Linked DNA regions of Sus scrofa: region 1 is linked to region 2. A link is a contact called in public Hi-C data. All regions are on one chromosome and are shown on one strand. The core of a region is the stretch at or near the end of the contact, and the rest is flanking DNA. Distances in the headings are between cores, read along the strand shown.

Evidence for each region. A called contact is a pair of places that touch in the nucleus more often than the background predicts.
Region 1: a Hi-C map of liver shows a contact between it and region 2, with 3 times the contacts expected there. A contact is called at or near these places in 1 of 5 promoter capture datasets (liver), 14 of 47 Hi-C or Micro-C datasets (alveolar macrophages, embryonic fibroblasts, fetal heart ventricle and 8 more) and 1 of 2 datasets of targeted methods (alveolar macrophages).

What each region holds. Positions count from the first base shown.
Region 1 is chr5:60,043,160-60,045,869 of Sscrofa11.1, reverse strand. The region is part of intron 2 of BORCS5 (a long non-coding RNA gene); the gene reads left to right. Among named protein-coding and RNA genes, the nearest start is that of BORCS5, 28 kb to the left of the region's middle.
Region 2 is chr5:59,928,705-59,931,637 of Sscrofa11.1, reverse strand. The region is part of intron 3 of DUSP16 (dual specificity protein phosphatase 16); the gene reads right to left. Among named protein-coding and RNA genes, the nearest start is that of DUSP16, 60 kb to the right of the region's middle.

The DNA of each region.
Region 1 (2,710 bases), core at 195-2,694, 110 kb before region 2:
AATTTCCTCTTCATATTTTGTGCTATTGTTGTTATACATTTTTCTTTTACATAAGCTATAAACCCACAATACATTGCTATTTTTGTTTTAGACCAGGGGGCGGTAAATTTTTTCTGTAAAGGGCCTGATAGTAAGTATTTTAGGCCATCTGGTCTTTGTCTCAACTACTCAACTCTGTCATAAGCAGCCATAGACAATACATAAAAGAATGGGTGTTACTGTGTTCCAATATAACTTTACTTACAAAAACAGGAAGTGGGTGCGATTTGGCCCTTGTGCCATACTTTATTGACCCCCTGCTTTAGACAATCATTATTTAGAGCTATTAAAAATATGAAAAAAGGTATTTCATAGTTGCCTTCATTTCAACCATTTCTGGAGATCTTCATTTCTTTATATTGATCCAGGATTCTGTTTGATATCATGTTCCTTTTGCCTGAAGAACTTCCTTTTGCATTTCTTGTGGTATGGATCTTTCGGAAATGAATTCTTTGTTTTTGTTGATCAGAAAAAGTCTTCATTGTTAACTTTATTTCTTTGTTCCTCTGTGTGTAATGTATTTCTTTTTTTCTGGCTGCCTTCAAGATTTTCTCTTTTTTCCCCTTATTAAAAAAAAATAATTTAAATTCAGTAAGATATACCCATTTTAAAGTATAGTTCTCTGAGTGTCGATGTATCTGTACAGTTGTGAAACCAGTCTAACATCATGAAATAAAATAGTTTTGTCATTTCCCCCAGCTCCTCCTATGTCACTCTGTAGTCAGTTTCACCCTTCACCTCAGCTTCTGACTATTGTGATCCATCCCTGAAGTTTTGCCTTTTCCAGAATGTTGTTTAAATGGAATCATTTAAGTTATAGCCTTTTGCGTCTGGCTTCTTTCACTTAGCGTAATGCGTTTGAGATTCATCCCTATGGTTATATCAGTATATGGTTCCTTTTTGTTGCTGATCACTATTCCATCTTACAAATCTACCATAGTTTGACTATAAAGCCACTGTAACAACAGTTTAACAGCTGTCACAGCACATGGCAGGATTGTTTTCCGAAAGATTTAATAAACCAGTTCATAGTAAAACTAGCAGTGTCTGAATGTGTTAGTTTCGTAATATCCTCTTTAACACTGGGCCTTATTTACGTATTTTTTAATCCAAAATGGAAATGTCTTTTAATCTGATCGTAAAAGTCATATCCGCACCTTTAAAAATTGTGGAACAGACTCTTCTTTAGACAGTTTCAGTTCCCGTATAACATGATTTTGTCTCACCCAGCCCTCTGACCTGAAACCTAAACATACTCTGTTTTGACCCTTTTTAGAGCATGACCCCTAGTACTGAAGAGTATTCCAGGTGTGGACTGGATCTTCTGTCTTGCTCTGCATGCTGTATTTCTTTTAAGACAGCCCAAGTTTGAGGTAGCTGTCTGGGCAGCCACATGCAGTTGAGTCATATTGCATCATCAAAAATCCTAAAGTCCTCTTTACTTACGCTGATGTTAAGCCACACCTCCCTTATTTTGTATTTCTGCAGATAGCTTTTTGGACCTTCATTGCACATCTTTAGAGTTCATGTCAGCTGTAGCCAGTGTTTCTAACTTCTTCAGGCTATTTTTGGACCCCCATGATTAACATACTTTGAGTGACCTCATTCACGTCACTGAAAAACGCTTAACAGGACAGGACTGAGATCAGAGAGCGAGAGAAGAGCTCAGGCCCTATTAGAGTCAGCAGACACAGAACTCTTGCCATCTGTTAAGAATATTTTTTACTTTCTAATTTCTGTTTTGTGTTTTGGGGGGTAAGGAGATTGCCACCTTATATATAATTAGCAAAAGGTGAAGTTCAGTACTATAATAGGTATTAAGACTTATTTTGGTATCTTTTTATTAGTATCATGTTTTATCAGATGTCATGGATGCAATATTTATTATGGTATCCTATGTATAACTCTGTGTACGTGTTTTTATTGCTACAGTACTTATATAAAATGTCGAGTTGGTTTTTTCCTAAGGCTTTAGATGACATTGTGGACCACACTTCCAAACAGAGTGGCAGTCATCAGAGAGAAAATTGCAACATTGAGGGGAGAGGAAAAACTTTTTTTAAAACCTGCCCTAGAGAGTTCCATCGTGGCTTAGCGGTAGCAAACCCGACAAGTATTCATGAGGATGCGGGTTCGATCCCTGGCCTCCCTCAGTGGATTAAGAATCCGTGCTGCCGTGAGCTGAGTTGTAGGTTGCAGACGCAGCTCGGGGATCTAGCGTTGCTGTGGCTATGGTGTAGGCCATCAGCTACAGCTCCGATTTGACCCCTAGCCTAGGAACTTCCATATGCCGTGGATTTGGCCCTAAAAAAAAGCAAACCAAAAACGAAAATCAAAAAACCTGCCCTAAACCTAAATAAACTAGTAGTGTCCTGGATACTGCTAATTTAGAGTGCAAGAAATGAGCAAAGAGGAACTGCTAGCCAGGGATAGTTAATATTCAAAAGCAAAATAAATATATCTGTAACTAAAGATAAAATAAATGTCATCATGACATCCACTGTTTTCTTTGGATGTGGTTACTGAGCAGTAGTAGATAAGCATATTAGTAAAACCACTGTAACAGGCAATGTTCCATAGTAATGCAATAAGGAAAAGTAGGACAAGGCATGAGTAATTATGGGAAGGAAACCAGACTCATAAGGGGCACATATAAGAAAAGGTAAGAGTC
Region 2 (2,933 bases), core at 23-2,522:
TGAGGAAAGAGAGGTTCAGAAAGACACAGGGTGGCAATTGGCAGAGCTGAGACGGGAGCCCAGCAATCTCAATCGCTGTGCTAAAACCATGTCTCTACATACCACAGAATTAATTGCAACGCTCTCTAGGATGTGGGGACATCCCTGCTGACACCTCTAGGGTCCTGCCCTCAGTTCAGCCTTATTTTACCAGGCTCAGAATGGCCATGGGCCTCTCCCAAACGGACAGAAGAGTCTTTCTTTCTCAAAGCCACATGGTGCCAAAGCTTCAATGAAGGAGAGAAAAAGCAAAGAGAGCTGGCCTGACCAGAGATAGCAGAGCTCTGTAAGTGCATTTCACATGAGACCAGAAACGAAGCTGATGGATGAACTACTGGAGAGAGGAACACGGTCCCGGGCCCTTCATGATCCCTGAGTTTGCAAATCAGTGGTGAGGCTGACGCTGCCTCTCGAGGACTTTCAGCCTATCCCCCACTGAACTATGCTCAGAGGGACGAGACTCTCTAACAACCGGAAACTGAAAGCCTGCTAGCCTGGGCTGTTCAAAGTCCAACTTTGGTGGTCCTAAAGAGTAAAATGTAAGCACGGCTCTAGAACATTCTAAGACAGAGGGGAAAAAAAAAAAAAAAAAGTAAAAACCCTAAGAGAAAGCAACCCACTATTCAGCCTCAAAACAACCCCCCAAAGCAAACAAAACAGCAATAACACGTTGTAAAACACATTATAAAACAAACAGAAACCTCTTTTTTTTTTAACCAATTTTTTTTTCAATTAATCTCTAGCACAAACCCAAACAGCCTGAAAGTATTTAACAGATTTCGTTGAAATCAGAGGATCCATTTAGTGCTCCGTCTGGCTTGAAATGTCCCAAACCCACACTCCTTGTCACTTCCAAAAGACACCCCCTCGGCCAAAGAGCACATTTTCCCTGATCTTTCTCTCGGACAATGTTCCACTCTGCCGACACCCTCCTTTATTGACAGTTTTTTCCATTCGCTGACCTTTCATTCATCGGTGGACTCTAGTGCCCCCAGTTTCATTTCATTAATTAATAACAGATGAGACTGCCTGATTTACCCGCACCCCTAAGAAGCTCTCTGTGACCTCCTCTGCAAATCAGTTCTGAAATATGCCTAAAATGTCCCTCTTCCTCTTACAAACTAGATCCACCCGAGAAGAGGAGTTCCATCCAGCTACGTAAACTTGCTGTTGCAAACAGCTGACAGGTGGAGCATAAAGAGTCCTGTCTGCCCTTGTCCTCATGCTGCTGTCCCCGGATCCCACGTCAGACCCCACTGCCAGAAGACGCAACCTCAGCTCTTTATCAGCCCCTTGGTTTACTGTGAATGCTGCACTGAAAAACTGACGTGCTTTTTGTTTTTTAAGATATCTTTTAAAGCTGTTCAAGGACTTGACTCACCATCCAGTATTGCCAGGTTTCTCCTGTCCCTAGATTTAATGTGGCTAATCATCTAGGAGTGGAGGAAACAGAACGCCAGACAGCCCATATGTGCTTCCCTAAGACAGACCTGAATCTGGAACGCCATGCCCACCCTGGCCCCTTGTGCTAGGCATTAGTTTTTAAGAAGAAGGAAGACACATAGGCAGACATTGCTGGCCTCTACAGAGCTGGATGAACAAGCGGACAAATTGCGGTGTTAAAATCCGTATTTCTGTTAGTCTTCCACAAATCCACCAGAAGAGTGAATGTTTATGAACAAAAACATACATGTTACTTTGGACAGAGAAAACATTTGGTGTAGCTTAAAGGCATTGATAATTTGTCCATCGCTTTATTCTAATTCAACCAAGAAACACCTCTTCCCTTAAGGGTACCCCCTTCGGTCCACAATTCCAATCATAAATATAACTTTCTATAAAAGTCAGTGTGAACCACCGATCCATTCTCAGAGGGAAAAAAATCTGCCAGGTTAAATAAAATACATATAACATGGAGTTCCCATTGTGGCTCAGCACATTAAGGATCTGGCATTGCTGCAAGGGGCAGTGCAAGCCAGCAGCTGCAGCTCCAATTTGACCCCTAGCCTGGGAACCTCCATATGCCTTGGGTGCAGCCCTAAAAAGACAAAAAAAACAAAAAGCAAAAAAACCATATGATAATAGCACTAAACAATTCCAATTAGTCACTTTTTTCTTCCCTCTGATCCTTGCAATCAGTTATTAACCACAGTGTTGTTTCTTAAAATGAGAGAACATTTACGTAATCTGGAGTTCCCGTCATGGCGCAGCGGAAACGAATCCGACTAGGAACTATGAGATTGTGGGTTTGATCCCTGGCCTTGCTCAGTGGGTTCAGGATGCGGTGTTGCCATAAGCTGTGGTGTAGGTGGCAGACACAGCTGGGATCTGGCATTGCTGTGGCTGTGGTGTAGGCCAGTGGCTACAGCTCTGATTGAACCCCTAGCCTGGGAACCTCCATATGCAGTAGATGCAGCCCTAAAAAGACCAAAAAAAGAAGGAAAGAATACTTACATAATCAACAAAAGTAGCATTGTATTACAGATTAATGATGTTAACTTTAAGATCTCCATTCTAAAGATGTATTCCTATCCTTTTAGTCAAAGCAGAGAGAAAGGTTAGCTCTGTCACTTTGAAAGCAATTCCCTGAAGGAAGAACCAAGGGCTGATCCATCTATGCTTCAGTTCAAGTTGGCAGTGAGTCCTAAGACTTGGTCAGCTGACAGAGCTGCCCAAACTGGAGGGGGCTTCAAGGCCACCCCTCCCCTACTGCGAAGGATCCCATGGCTATGAACACAAGTCTACTGACACAGAGCTCTACTTTATGCAAGACTTTTTTCTAAACCATCTTATGCAAATTTAATTTCTGTACATTAAGAAACTATATAAACTGCGAAAATGATTTAGTTTCTAAATATAGTCCCATGTAGTTGAATCCTTTTGTAAAACAAAGA